3 separate regions of the Zea mays genome follow, and all the other regions are linked to region 1. Evidence: chromatin contacts called from public Hi-C data. All regions are on one chromosome and are shown on one strand. Each heading gives the region's core, a stretch centred on a gene start, on an enhancer-like site or on the middle of the called end of the contact. The rest is flanking DNA. Distances are from core to core; before and after follow the strand shown.

Region 1 (5,170 bases), core at 1,644-4,143:
TCGCTCGAGGAAGAAGAGGACTCCTCGAAGTCATGGTCGAGGTCGCTGAGGGAGGTAAGGAAGGCACGCTCCTTGATCTTCGCCTTTTGGTGGTACTTCTTCTTGAGTGCCTCCTTGTCCAAGCCTCCCTTTGACTTGTGTCTACTAGAGGTGTACTCTTGCTTGCCCTTCTTGGGGCAACTAGCAATAAAAGTGGTTAGGGTCACCATAGTTGTAGCATCCATTCTTCGACCCACCACGCCACCAGCTCATACGGTTGTTGTGGAACCACGTGAACCGACTAGCCACAAGCACCAACTCCTCATCCCCAAGGCTCTCCACCTGCTCCTCTGTGATGGTTAGCAAAGAAGACAAAGCAAATATATCAGGTGAGGGGTTAGAGGAAGCACCACCTCTAGAGATCAGGGCCATGGTGGGTGCACCAGGGTTCTCAATCTTAGCCTGGGTCTGGTGGTCAATCTCAGTGGACTTGAGCTTGCTGAAAAGCTTGTCCACGGTGAGAGTCTCAATTGGGCGACTCGATGATCGCCGAGACCTTCACCTCCCAAACCCTCCGATATAGAGCATGTAGCAACTTCAGCGCTCTCTCCTGATCATCATAGGGAAGCTGTGACTTTTTGGCACACATCTTGTTCACAATCGTCTGGAACCGAGAAAACGTCATGTCAATGGTCTCTCCAGCCAATTGAACAACACTATCATACTCTTGCTGGTACGTCTCAAAGAGTCTAGTTTTGACATGATCATTGCCCTCATGGAATCTCTCGAGGGTGGACCAAATCTCGTGAGCCATAGCTAGATGTCCAACTCGCTCAAACTCAGCCAGCGAGAGGCACAAGAACTAAGTGTTGCGAGCTTTGTTGTTCAAATCATGGAACTCCACTTAAATTGGAGTGATTCGTTCACTTGTAGCATTGAACGCAACATCGAGGCAAATCTCCCAGACTCTGTACCCTATGAAGATATGCCACCATGCAGATCTTCTAGTACGGGTAGTTAGTCCCATCGATGACCAGTAGCATGCCAACCGATTAGGGAAAGGAAATCCTTAGCCGGCTCTGATACCAATTGAAGGACCAGTGAGGCGACCAGAGGGGGTGAATGGGAGCCACTAAAAATTCTTGAACTATGAGAACACTATGACTTTATTTCCTGACCCAATCCAACCTCTAGGGACACCAAAAACACTTCGCAAAAGAACATATCATCCACAGATCGTTTGACTACTCCTACCAAGTTCTAGAGAAGAGTATAAGCTCAACGGGGCCTAAAAGACTTGATTTGAACCCAAACTTTCACAAGAAACTCCAAAGGGGACCCCAAAGGTCCAGTAAAAATTCTGGGTCAAAGTCATAGAAAAACGCGGAGTGGTAGTGCTGCTTGTAGGTGCGGTAGTGTCGGATTGCAAAATTTTTCCAGAATGCTCGCAAATTGTGCAGGCAACAAGGTACCAGGGAGAAAGGCGAACCATGAAGTTTGAGTAGAAAAGGATCAAAATTCCTTGTCTGGCAGTCTTGAGAGCGGCAGTGCCGCACAATCAAAACTTCACAGAATGTTATCAAATTTCGGAGACAATTTGCGTAGAGTGAAATATGTCTACCGGTGAAGGATCAACTCCAACAACATAGAAAACAAAGTGCAGATCAAAAATCCTGTTTTGGTTGGGGTTTTGTTGGGGTTTTCTAGAAACGAGTTTAAACTGAGTGCAAATTGACCCCTAGTGCAAATCGCAAATCTCAGAGTGCTACACATTGACAATCACTCATCATCAACCCGAACCACGAGGGAAAAGTCAATCTTGTGTTCACAATTTGACCCCTAGAATCTTTTTTCCCAATTTTGTCTTCTATAAAGGTTCCAACCATACCCAATGTCTCTAGGGTCATTTGAAACTTATGCAAGTGTAGAAATGATCCAAAATCCATTTCTTACTCAATATTACGCTTTTGCCTAAGTCTAGGTTGTTTCTCTGGATTTGCTCCATTCTTTTAGTTCTTCATTCATTCACTTAACGAACCAATTAGTCCATAAGGTTGTGATGGTCATCAAACATCAAAACAATTATAAAAATAGATTTTAGACATTTCCCTTTCACTAACATACCTTTTTACAAGCATTCTTTGTTGTTAATGCTGCTTTGAGTTAATCGTTGATGTACTTACGGTATAAAATTAATTAGAAGAGTTTTCCTTTTTTTTATCTTTGTTTCCTTATAGGTCTTCTAGTCTTGGATTTTTTTCCTTTTCTTGTTTATATTACATTTATTTACCCTTACATTGTTGTGAGAGTTGTGCTCAGTTTTGCTTCATCCGTTTTAAGACATTGTAATTGGTTTAGCTCTTTTTCGTTACCATTTGTTTAAATATAATTTTCGAATGATGAGCTACCAACTCGTCTTCTTTAGACTGTGGATATGCCTAGAAGATCCTCAAAGAAGTATAAGGTGTCGTTAATGGATCAACACTCCTACACATGAGAAAGATGTTAGTACGATAAACAATGCCTAGGAAGGATTTTTTTTTGCATTTAAGATTAATGATAGTGAGAGATGAACATGCTAGTCGTAGAATTAATGAGAACTAAATTATCAAATACAAAAACTAAAATTCTATTTAAAGAATAAAATAAAATAAAATAGAGGATTAAAAATTAGTCTCCGTAAATCAAACACTCTTAAATCAAGAGGGATGAATTGGTGTTAAGTATTTGGTTGATGCTAGAGAAAAAACCAAACATTCTCCCCGTTATTCTGAACAGATACAAATGCGAACAAAAAAGCATATCCATCCAAATATCGTAATCCATTTCATTCCCCTGAGAAATTAATTTATTTCTGCAGTTTCCTCAAATTCTCATGGTCTCGGTTTCTCGCCTCGCCGCTTCTCCGCCTCCCGTCTCGTCTGCAACTGCAACTCCACCTCGGCCCTCTCATCCTCGTCACCACCGGCCACGGCCGGCCTCCACCGCTGCCTGCCCACCGCTCGCTACACTCATCTCCCCAAAGTGGAAGAAGAATCGGGCTGTTGCTCACTCGTACCCTCTAAGTGAGGCGGGCCTCACCAACCTTGCTGCTATGCCTTCCACGACGCTCGCTGCAGTCCACCACCACCGGACAGGAAGCACCACCTAGTTCCTGACCCTGATGTCCATGGCACCCGACCATCCCTTCGATGCCTTCGTCGCCGCAGCTCGTGGCGCCATAACCCACCTTCACCTTCCCGTCATCCACATCCCTGGATCCAATTCCAGTCCTAACCCCGACTCCAAGCAGCACCACGAACCCGAGGTCGACTGCCTGCTCCACCTCCACGTCGTCGTCACCAACTTCTTCCACAAGCCCCTCAGATCATTCGCTAGGTGCTTCAGGCCCAAGCGACGGGCAGGCAAACACTCCCCGCCGCTCTACCAGGAGCCCAGCAATGGCGCGACCCCGCAGCAGCAACTGGAGCTCCTGCTCTGCATTGCGTTCGATGCCTTCGCCCACAACCTCCACGCGCTGGAGGACGCCTGCAAGCACAAAGGCGAGGAATTTGCTGTCGCTACCCGACAGTTGGAGCAATTTGTGGTTTTCAGGAAGGTAATCGATGGGAAGAGGGCCGATTTCGATGGGTTCCTTTCAAATCTGGGCTTTGCAAAGGTTGGGCCACCGCCACCGCCAGCAAGCATCATGGGTGGTGCTTCCCCTGTCCCAGCACCAGCACCAGTCAGCAATCAGGAGGATGGTGCTGTGATTGGGAACGGCGAGAGGGTGGACATTGCTAGTGGTACACAACAGCAGGCACAAAAATTGCCTGCCCGGTTGCTTAACATTCCTTTGTCGAATGTGGAGCGTCTGCGGTCTACGCTTTCTGCAGTTTCACTGACGGAGCTCATTGAATTAGTTCCGCAGCTGGTGAGCAGATCATCGACATCGGCAGATGCACATCCTGACAAGAAGAAGCTTTTCTCAGTGCAAGACTTCTTCAGATATGCGGAAATTGAAGGTAACATAATTTTTCATTTTCCAGCAGAGAAGTGTCCACATTTCTACTTCTTCAGTATGTAGGCTCATGGTCTGCAATTGCCAATCATGCATTCATTTTAATATATGGCACGGAAATCACCAAATTAGATCAGTCACTATTAGTCCTCTACAGAAGGCTCAAATGCCAGTTTTAGAGTCAAAAGTAATTATATTTTGTACAATTTAATCACTAGACTTCTTCCAATATTCAGATTCAGGATATGCCATTCGGATCTACAATTTACAGCATAAAATCTGTTCTGATGTTATCCATTATTTTACCACCGTATCTAGAAAATTTGGGTGAACTACTATCAAAGATATGCCTACCAGACATTTTAATTGATCCATGCAACAACAAGGGGTACCATCCTGTTATTTTTCCTGCTAGTGCATTTTGAGTCAAGCTCACTCTATCCATTATACGATCTTCAAACTACAGTTCTAATTGGTACCTCAGCAATTCAGCATTCTGCTTAACATAATGCAATGATACTTTTGAAAAGGTTGCTCTTTTATGTATTAGTTAGATCATAAGGTGATATTTGTAACTGATGTTCTGCTGCTGCAGGAAAGCGATTCTTTGAAGAGTTAGACAGAGATGGTGATGGCCAAGTCACTCTAGAAGATCTCGAAATTGCAACGAGGAAGAGGCGGTTGCCAAGGAGGTATGCTCGAGAATTGTTCAGGCGTACAAGAAGCAACTTCTTTTCGAAATCAATTGGGTGGAAGCAATTTTTATCCTTGATGGAACAGAAGGAAGCAACCATTCTCCGAGCATATACCACGTTGTGTTTGAGCAAGTCTGGAACACTTCACAAGAATCAAATTTTGACTTCCTTGAAAGGTGCTGGACTTCCAGCCAATGAAGATAATGCCGCTGCCATGCTACGGTATCTAAATGCTGATTCAGAAGGATCAATCTCATATGGCCATTTCCGCAACTTCATGCTTCTACTTCCTTCAGAACGCCTTGAGGATGATCCTCGGTATGTCTGATGTATCCTGTTAGAAGAAACCTGTGATTGAATTGGCTTTAGGGAATAGTGACTCTGCAATCATCACCAATTCTGACAATTATCTTCTCTTTACTTACAAATTCACTCAGGAACATTTGGTTTGAAGCAGCCACCGTTGTTGCTGTATCCCCACCTATAGAAATATCTA
Region 2 (5,170 bases), core at 1,759-4,258, 340 kb after region 1:
ATGAATGATGATGCATAAATGATGAAAGTATTTTGACAAATTGTTTAATGGAGAGAATATGAACATAACTTTTTGGTCGGGTGACTTTTTATAACACCAATGACATTTTGTGTGTAGGATCCAATAATGCTCAGTGGTGCACCGGAATAGTCCGATGCGCCAGCCAAGAGCAAGATTTCAGCAGCTCTTTGGAAAAAGGTCCAACGGCCACATGGACCCATGGGGCTATAAATAGACCTTTATTTCGACCTCCAAAGCACACCAAGCATACCAAGAGCTAGTACTTCACTCATATGCATCTGAGAGACACATCGAAGCAATTCGAGCGCCAGTTTTAGAGAGATAGTGCTACTCTGCTATTACACGTTCGTGTTGTGGCTTTGTGGTGTTGCTACTCATATGTGTGTTATTACTCTCCCTCTCATTGTTAAAGAGTTGTAACTCTCATTAAAATTGTGTATGGCCGCAAGAGACTCCAATTTATGGAGATTCTTGCAAAGGGAAGAATATAAGGAAGAACTGTGACACTCAAGTTGATCATTGGATCACTTGAGAGGGGTTGACTGCAACCCTTGTCTATTGGGACACGACAACGTGTAGTAGGCAAGCATTTGAGGCTTAACCGAACCACGAGATAAAATTGCCTTGTCTCTTGTGCTTGATATTTTGTGATTTGCTCTTCTTCTCTATTCTCTAGTTCTTCACTTGTGATATTGCTCAAGTTAATTTCACAATCTTGTGAGAGCAATCAAGTGCAAGAATCTCTCCTCCTTCTCACTCTAACTTGATCTAGTTTTGCACTAACACTTAATTTGGATCAAGTTTTTGTTTAAGTTGTGATTTTACCCCTATAGGTGACTATCAAGTTCAAAGGAAGCCATGGTTTTTTGGAGCCACATATGCAATTTTTTCTTTAAGTTGTCTAATTTATTCCTCTCTTAAGCATCACAATCCCTTCAGTTTCCCTAAAAACATGGTGAGTAAAATTAAATTCATGCTTGTGTTAAAGTTTGGCAAGAAATTGAGTGTATAACATGTGAATCAAGGTGCTAAAAAGTGTGGCATACTATATCTGTAGCAATTAATCAAACATTTGCCTTTAAAACTACAATATACATGCGACCGGCAAATTTATGGGGTTTACATCCAAAAGAGAGCTCCTCACTAGCGTGTATCACCAAGCCATGAAAATGACTCTCTTTGGTGTCTTAGTAACTCTTTAAATAATAACCAACTAAATATGTCATTACTCAAATAACTCTCTAAATGATGTTCCAAAATTTAGATATGCTCTTAAGACCGGTTCCAACATGACTCGATATTTGATCGCTAGCGTGGCGAACCAGGTGGTCACTATCGACCGAACCGGTCGTAGCGCCGGTCGGCGTCCGATTGGTTGGTTAGGCTGCTAACTGGGCGGTCCGAGCGATACCGACCACGTTGGAGATCACATGGTCTGTATCGATTGGTTGGTATCGACCGACGTGTTAGGGCCACGGTCGAAACCCACCGAACATGGTCGATACCACCCAACATTTGGACAGATGTCAACATCTCATTAGGCCATACAATTTCAAGCGTTTGAATTTGAAAAAAATACTGAACTCACACCCTATAAATAGAGGTCCTTATCTTCTTTGATCCATATTCATCTTTCCTCCTTTCACGTATATTCACCCACGTTCATACAGTTCCATCTCCATTTAGACATGAATTCGATGTGGAGTACCAACTACAATACCTTTTGCGTTCATCGATGAACCGGTTTCTATTGTATCACATGAGTTAATCTCGTAGCGAGTACAAGAACATCATGTGCTACAATAGAAACTAGTTCTTGAATGTAATCAGTTTCTATTGCACCACATGAGTTGATTTTGTTTTTTTGAATTTCATGAACGTTCCTTATTTTTTGCAGTATTGTTTTTTGGAATTAGTTATATATTCTTTTTACTGTTTTTTCTCGTTTACGATATTTGAATTAAAAATTATGTTTTATTGTACATCGAGTATGTAAAAATAAAAGCTGAGTGTCGTTGATATGGCTGTAGGATGATGGTATAGATTGTGCATTAAAAAGTTATGATCGATAATGATGTTATAATAGATACAACTCTTTGGAACCCGGGTTGAGGGTATCTAGAGTCATGAACCTTACGCACCGAGTTAGAGTAAACTATAGAGTAGGAAAAGAATAACGGTGAGCGTTTCCGGCCACGGTAAAATAGGGGCGGGCATGAAGAACGTCATTTACAAAGTGCCTATTCCTTTATTCTATATTGCTATGTGAGTCTTTGATTCCATATGGCAGCTAGTGGTGGTAATGGATCACAATCTAAATTCTTCTTCACAAAAAATTAGAACCCTTAATTAATTTTAGTTCAAAAACGAATAGGAATAGAGCTCGATTCTAATCTGACTCAATCCTTAAATTTTATAGTGTAAAATCTAGAGCCTATTACCACCTCTAATGGCTGCACCATGTGTCACTATGTGCAAAAAACGTGAGGAGGTAGTTATCCGGGAATGGAAGGGAATTGCAAAGAAATGATATAATATGGGGTAGTTGTTATAGGGCTGAGATATGGAGTAAATATGACTATGAGGGATTGTGGTATAAAGTAAAGAATTTCATTGGTAAGGATAAAATATTCTTTTTATGGTAAAAATTTAGAGTTGTTTAAGTCCGGACAATCTGATGCATTGAATGTGACGTGGCTGAATTTGATGGCTAAGATCATGTTCGGAAACAACCTAGTTTTTAAAATTTTAGTTCTTATTTTTAATTTTTAGAAAGTTGTTTATGAAAAAAACTAGTTTATAAAGTTTGAAACCACCTCAATTTTTATAAACTAGCTTTAGTTAGGAAATGCTAGCTTGCTGATTTTTAAGAAACTAGAAAACCAATTTTTATAAACTAAGATATAAATTAGTATGTTTATAACCACGTTAAATATCTTAAAAACTAAACGAGGCTTAAGATGCACGCGTGGACGGTGGGATCTTCCGGTGGTCCAGCGACGTTTGCAGGATGCACCCACATCACGGCTGTAAAATCCGCTGCAAGTCCGTCGATTGTTGTTTTATCTTTCCTCTTTCTCTATCGAAAACGGAGCGCCTGATACGATAGTAGCAGCACAGCTAGCTCTCCTCCCCAGAATCTCGCCGGATTCCGCCCCCCGCCGCGCCCTCGCTTCCGCCGCAGGTGAGCGCTCGCTGACCCTTCGTCGCCCGAGTGGCGGCCTTGGGGTGGCATCTCGAGCCCCGGCGTGGCGGAGGGAGCTTACCCCTGTTCGTTTGGCTCTTTCAGGTTCGCGTCTGTGCCCGCGCGTGTTGTACTACCGGCGGACGGCGGTGTTGGTGGTGGTTGGTGGAGTTGCCGACGACGGTAGGCTATGGACTACCGGCCCTCCGACAGCAGCGGTGAGTGCGGGGAGCTCGAGCCCTTGCCCGCCTCCTTGACTAGGGTTCTACTCCTATGGTTTCGCTTTCTTCAGCTCCTTACTAGCGAATGCCAATTCCTTGGCTGTGAATATGAGTGGGCTACAAGGTCGCGTCCTCAGTGTGGTTGGATGGATTTTGGGGGCTAGGGTTTGAACTTGCCTGACGGGAGGACTTTAGGGTTAGAGTTATCCGGAATTCACCTGTTTTGGGGAAATAGTCAAACGTCGTTGGATGTTGTGGTGAACTATTGCTTAGGAATATTGGTTTCTGCATTAGTGAATTGAGTTTCTCATGGTGGATTTGGGTGGTTTCTGTATAATTTTCAGTTTTTGGGATCACGAAAATACAAGCTGCCAAATAAAACTGCACGATTTCCTTCATATGGATTGAATTTGTCTGTTTCAACCTCATTTTTTTTCTGGACAGCTGGAGATTTAATGGGGTTTTGCTCTCTTGGTTCCCTTTGTTTCTGCAAAATTGAATTATGTATCCAATGGCGAACATTTGATATATGGGGCTCTTTGGAGCATGGCACTCTGGTTGTTCTCATGAGAAATTTGTGTCTGTACAATACCTGGCTTTGTGCACGCTGATAGTGTCTGCAGTTTATATGTTGCTGAAATGCCTATTCAGTTATGTTTCTGAAATTTAATTCGGTGTTGAATGGGTTTTATGGGCTTGACTCAATTAAGTCCCTGTTTGCTGTTTGGTATGGCTCTTGGGGGCGCCGGCTCCTCCTCCCGTTCACTGTAACGCAATTTTTGCTACTATAGCAAGCAGCTGTTTTGCTTACTGAGGCAAAAAATGAACTAGAAAGAAGAGCTGAATCCGTGCTACAGTATTCTTCTGTGGCAGAGCTGGAGCTGTGCCAAACAGCCCTTAAGGATTTACCACCTTAGTATTTGGGTTTGTAAAATGACAAATTTTTAGGTGCATTACTTCATTTAATATTTATTTTTTGATTAGCAGCCAAACCATGCTTGCATAATCTTTAGATGTCTATAACAACTTAAGCATTAGGGTCATAAATTTCATGCCCCGAGCTTAGAGCCTGATTCTTTAGCTTTCATGTTCTGGGACGAATGATAAGTGCCTGTCATGATGTCATCTCCAAATAGCCAATGTAATAAAGGGATTGCAGAGAAAATTGGTGAAGTACCTGAAGTTGCCAATCTGGTAACTGATAATATCTTGTTATATTGCTTATTGCTAGCCTGTTTGCTTGGCTTTAATCCGTACCGACTTCTACTGCTTCTACAGTGTTTTTGTCTCTATGGATTACAGCTGCAGCAGTCCAAACAGCTGGCTTTAATCCAATGTTTACAAGTCAGGCGACCAGCTGGTCGAGCTAGAGCAGCGACCAGGCGCCTAATCGCGATTAGAGCGACGATTAGGTCGACTAATCGGTCCTGGTCGACCTCTGGTCGTCCGTTAGTCGTCCTATAGATTTATGGACATATGTATATGTATATAACTATATAAGCACCACATTTCTGCAATAATATAGGCATAATTAGTAGCAGACTGGCAGTAATTCAGTAAAACTGTAAAACATCCATCCAAAGTCCAAAGTCCAAACTGAAAGTAATATAGGTACTGCAGGGTGACTGCTCAAACAAAGGTAATCTGAACTCAGGGTGACTGCTCAAACAGAGGTCTGCAGGTGCACCTTCAGGTGCTAGTGCTACCAGTGGTAATAGAAGGAAGGGAGACTGGGAGATAATCA
Region 3 (5,170 bases), core at 1,893-4,392, 340 kb before region 1:
TTTTCACTATAACAATTGATAAACTTGCCCCTACTGACTCTCAAGAAAATTAGGGTCACATAGTTCAGTGGTATAGCAAGGAACAGTACTGTAGTTTACAGGAGAAAATATATTATTAGACACAGAAAAAAGGCGGCACAGAAAAACTAGGCAAGCAAATAAGCATCAATGCAGCCAAGGAAGTACCACCAACGTAACAGAATCCACATAAGGCATCTTAGTAATAGAGCATACCAAGTTCTCAGCACCAGGGAGGTTAGCTCTCTTGGCCAGATTCACAGCAAGCTCAAGGTTGTTTAACTGCATATCAAAGTTGTGTTAAAATAAATACCTAATGTATAGATCAGGAAAGGAAGACCAGAAAGTGTAGAAGAACATACTTGGCCACTGACAAAAGGTACAACAGTTGCATCATTAACTGTGGCATGTAAAACCTGCCCCCTTCTGTTGATGGCATAAAATCCACCAGTAGAGGAAGATTCTGCCGTCAAGAATATAGGGTCTGGACTGATTCTATTTCTGTAAACTGCCGCAGCAGTTTCCAAGTCATATACAAACAAAAGGCCAAGCTTAGTAATTACATAGATAAGCCCATACTTTTGTGAAACCTGCAGCAAAAAATGGAATAAAAACATATTAGATCCATTATGTGATGTTCTAATAATTGCACATCTTTCACCCTATGAAGTGCACATTTTTTCCATAAGATGTTCACCTGCATAGCTACAGGAAAATCATCCTGGAAATCTGGGGGGAAGAAGAGGTCGGCTTGTTTCTTAGAAAAACCAGGTTTCCCTACAATGAAACAATCAATAAAAAGAATGGAGATATCAGTATACTGCAATGTCTTTCAAAAGAAAATGAAGCCCACATAAAAAAAATAACTGGTGCAGTATGAGAAGTTTGAGATGTAGCACTAGAAAGAATAAAAAAACACAATCAATCTAAACCTGGCTGTGCACCCAGTTCAATAACATGCAACTTTGAAGTGATCTGTCCAGCATTAGTTGTCTTTGAGGCGAAACAAATAAGGGTTGATGGATTCTCATTACCAACAACCTGGACAGATTAGATAAAGAAAGGTTGATAAATTACTAAATACCAGAAATAAAACAAGAATATAAGGTAATAAGCATCATAAATAACTGAAAGGGTACCTTAAATGTTGCAAAAGACGCTGCATGGGCTTCAAGTGCCTGGCTACGTTGTTGATCAACAGAGAAAAGTTGCATATTTCCCTTCACCAGTTGTGGCCTCTGGTTGCACGAAAATGAGGGCACGACAAGTCGACAATATGATAAGAACGTCCAACCAAGTACTACGAAACTACTTTTTGTTCAAGTACAAATGACCGAGTTTTACAGAGACATTGTTTTTTATCGTAAGAGGATTGGAATTTCGAACAAAATCAGCAGGAACGGGGGCAACAGTAATATTCGTTTTCAACACTCATTTGACATGTGCTCTGCTGTAATGATGTAAATAGAAGTAAATTTCGGTAAGAGAATACCTCTGGGGCTCCAGGTGCAATTCCAATAAGTACAAGCCACTTCTCCGCTGGGTCACATCGATAGTTGATGATCTGATTGTTTGCCAGATTAGCCGTCCTATCAAACATCTTGGTGGGCTCAGAATCACCTTCAATCGACCAGTGGTAAACTGATGTTTGTGTCACCAAACCCAACAGTTTGGGAGTGATCCATTTCCAGAATACGACCTGCAGTTGAAAAGTAAATATATGGAACATGTTACTTCAAGTACATCTCATTGACAGCTAGAAAAAAGAAGCCATATGCAAAATGTCATATTGGAAAGTGTTTTGTACCTGCTCCGGCATCTGGTGAGACTTGATCTTAGTCTTAGCCTCAATGTTAAATATTTGAAGGTGATCCTGTGTTGTTCCAGGTATTTGGGCTGCAAAAAATCAGCAGATGTTTACCATTGTTGCAATTATTCTCAAACTATATGTTAAGCAGTATATATAGCTACTCAATGTCTTAACCAGTCATTTGATTTGGGAATTGTTAGCATCAATATCCTGACTATAGTAGAGTACCCCAGCCAACAGCAATGCTGAGTTGCTGACAAGTAAGAACTTCATCTAACAAAATATATACTCAAATATAAATTAAGCAAGCAATGCCCAGCAACAAGCAGGTAGGAAGCCGTCGATCGAATGTGAGCAGCAACAGTGAAGACTAAAACAGAGTAAAATTACAATCCTAATGGTTCCATTCTATGCTAAACCGAACTGGATCTGGCTCATCGCAGTGACAACGACTACACGGATTACAAATGTATGGCAGGCTAGAATTATAGCGTCCCATGTTGCCAGAGCCTCGTTCATTCTACACGGCTTGCACACAGGATCAGACAAACAGAGAGGTATACATAAAGCCCTGCAGGCAGCTAATGCACAGATCTCAAGCAAAGGCTTGATGTCAGTCGCTAGTGCAGAATTCGGCTGCCATGGTAGGGAAGCAGAAGCTTAGATCGCTGCGGAATTCCTAGAGAGGCAACTGACTATTTAACAAGGACTTTGGCTAGGATGGGCATGATAAGGATGAGATTCCGCGCAGTGGAGAGAACCGAAAGGGCTAGATCTATAGGAGGTGCGGGCGGTAGGTAGAGGCAGCAAATCCGAACCTTTCAGGGCGAGGATCCTGGTGTTGGGGTTCATGAGGGCGGAGTCGGCGGTGATGGGCCGTCGGAGCGGCTGCATGGGCATGGCCATGTCGATGATGACGACACTGTTTTGCGGGGAGGTCTCGCGGACGCAGATGTACTTCTCCGACTCCATGGTGACGTGGGTGAAGGTGACGAACTGCGGCGCGATGCCCAGGCTGGTGAGCTGCGCGGAGAACGAGCAAGGAATGATCAGTGGGTGAGTGGATGGAGATATGTACTGCATGAGAGGGGAGAGAGGGTAGCGGAGGTATTACCGTGAGCGCCTCGCGCATGGCGATGGGAGCGTTGGCCGCCGCCATGGCGACGAACGGCGGTGCCGAGATCTCTCTCCGCTAGTCTGGAGCGGGAGGGGGGGAGGGAGGCACTCCACTCGGGGTCGGGGGAGAGGAGAGATCTGATCTGAGCACGGGACGCGACGCGACGGAACCAAACAGCACAACAGAGCACGGTGCCGGGGAAGGAGAGGAGAGGAGAGGAGACGCTGGGGAATTTGTTTATGGGCGTCCACGATTCAATCTGGGAAAGATGGTGTCCATTGAGTTTATTTTGAACTACTAGTTAGATGCCCGTGCGTTGCAACGGTATACAAAATATTCAACAAATTGTTAGTGCACAAAAAATAACACCACATATTTCAGTTGCACCAAAAAATGATACATTCCCCGCTTGCAAGGTTAGGGCCGCATTTTCTTCCTACTTTGCACCTCAGCGAACAACAAAAACCAAAGAACCATACAGTCCATAGACGCACTTGCACACTTGAAGAAATAGTTAACCATGGCATGGAACTCATCAGTTATCCTCTTGTCAAACCTTTAGGAAATGCAAGCATGTTAGTCTAGGAAGAAATGTAGCTTACGCCAGGTAAACCTGCTGATTTTTTGGGAAATAGTTAACCATGGCATGGAACTCATCCCCACGAACAGAGAGCATTCCCCAACATCTCCCACCAGCAACCACAACATCTTCTTCCCCATCTCTATGTCTCTCACGCTCAACAAGCCACGCTAAGAACTGGTGGCACCGACCACCAGTCGGCCCTCCCTCTCTGGCAAAAATCACGGCGAGCAGCGGCCCAATCCTACCTTCTTCATTGATCGACAGTTGAAAAGGGAGAGGGAGAAGTGTGCATATCACAGGAAGATTACCACACGACGACTGGAGACCAGTGGGCACGTGACCGAGGCGCAGCTGGAGCCTGGAGGAGAGCTGAAGAAGCCGTGTCCAAGAGGACCGAAGAAAATGACGCCTGTTGAGTAGAAAGGGACGACGACGTCGATGTTGCAGACGACGACGTTGCGGTTGGCAGGCGACCGCCAGGAGCAGTAGGGACAGTGGTGTGGCGACCATAATATGGGGAAGATGACGGCGCAACGAAGTAGCCGAAGAGTTCCTTGGACATGAGCGGGTGCTGGTGGGAGCACGGTGGGCACGGTGGATATGAGCATCGTGGGCAAGATCCACAATTTTTCTATTGCAGTACCGTCGACTTCAAGGGTGTAGGAGTCGAATCGGAGACAGCGACGGCAGGAGCAGGCTCGTCATGACGGCGCTTGAAGAGCCCAACGTCGCGGTCAAGGCAGCAGAGGGCGAGGAGGCCATCCTCGCGGTGGCGGCGCGAGGGGCTGAAGTCGACACACTGCTTGTAGGCGCCGCGCCTCATCGGACTGCCTGCGTGGGACGTGCAGCATGCCGGAGATGCGAGGTGGAGCTACGACGGGTGGCGTGTGGCCGACGTCCAGCTTGACGAAGACGACGCGGTCGAGCTTTGGGCGCGCGGCGGCGCGAGGACGCGCATCACAGGGAGGTGGTGGCCCTGTAGGTCAAGGGCGAGGGCCTTGAAGATGAGCAGGGCGATGTTGCGAGGGTCGAGGGCGATAACGCGGTCGCGCCGGGATGGGCGGGTGTGGCGTTGCGACGCGAGAATCGCGCTGGGATGGGCGGGTGTGGCGGGTGACGCTTGACGCGGATGGGGGCGAGGGCGCGCTAGTTTAGGGACGGGCCGACGTGGTCGCGGGGGTGGGGGCATTGAGTGTGGACGCTGACACTACTGTCTTAATAGAATAGTATAGATGTATGTTTATGAACTGAGAGTATGTTTATAATTTTATACGAAGTTGTACTCTACCTCGTCATATAAATAGAGGTACACTGTAATATACAGGGACACTTTTCCTTCTAAAGGAAACCTGGTTGCTAGTCTCCAAAGTTGCGACTCTCTTACCTTAATCGAGAAAGAATAATAAAGGGATCATAACATTTAAGATTTTCCTTGAACATTTGTATATTATGTCTCAAAGGTTATTAATTAAGGTATCATTCCTCCTTCAATCTATCTTAAATAGATTGAAGAAATAAAGGTCTGTCATCTTTAAATGTGTTTCCCTATTTTAGTCTCATTTAAGAATCAAAGCAGGTCACCAACACACGCTAACAAACACATACTCTATATCGTTATTCGCAGATACACATTTCACTCCGG

The links. A called contact is a pair of places that touch in the nucleus more often than the background predicts.
Region 2: a Hi-C map of leaf shows a contact between it and region 1, with 8 times the contacts expected there. The contact joins the promoter of LOC100284576 here to the promoter of LOC100275632 in region 1. A contact is called at or near these places in 2 of 25 Hi-C or Micro-C datasets (endosperm and leaf).
Region 3: a contact with region 1 is called in a Hi-C map of leaf, with 3 times the contacts expected there. The contact joins the promoter of LOC100193501 here to the promoter of LOC100275632 in region 1. A contact is called at or near these places in 4 of 25 Hi-C or Micro-C datasets (ear, leaf and tassel).

The regions. Positions count from the first base shown.
Region 1 is chr2:158,073,755-158,078,924 of Zm-B73-REFERENCE-NAM-5.0, forward strand. It overlaps LOC100275632, which reads left to right and starts at 2,894. Exons shown (of 7, transcript NM_001366601.1): 1 at 2,894-3,983; 2 at 4,575-4,992; 3 at 5,112-5,170. The coding sequence starts at 3,143.
Region 2 is chr2:158,417,467-158,422,636 of Zm-B73-REFERENCE-NAM-5.0, forward strand. It overlaps LOC100284576 (ENT domain containing protein), which reads left to right and starts at 3,009. Exons shown (of 11, transcript NM_001157471.2): 1 at 3,009-3,205; 2 at 3,311-3,423. The coding sequence starts at 3,396.
Region 3 is chr2:157,731,807-157,736,976 of Zm-B73-REFERENCE-NAM-5.0, forward strand. LOC100193501 reads right to left here and starts at 3,143. Exons shown (of 29, transcript NM_001358758.1): 1 at 2,943-3,143; 2 at 2,647-2,851; 3 at 1,826-1,914; 4 at 1,511-1,717; 5 at 1,158-1,256; 6 at 951-1,059; 7 at 716-795; 8 at 381-608; 9 at 235-300. The coding sequence starts at 2,987. LOC103649013 (ankyrin repeat-containing protein At5g02620-like) reads right to left here. Exons shown (of 1, transcript XM_035965376.1): 1 at 5,136-5,170.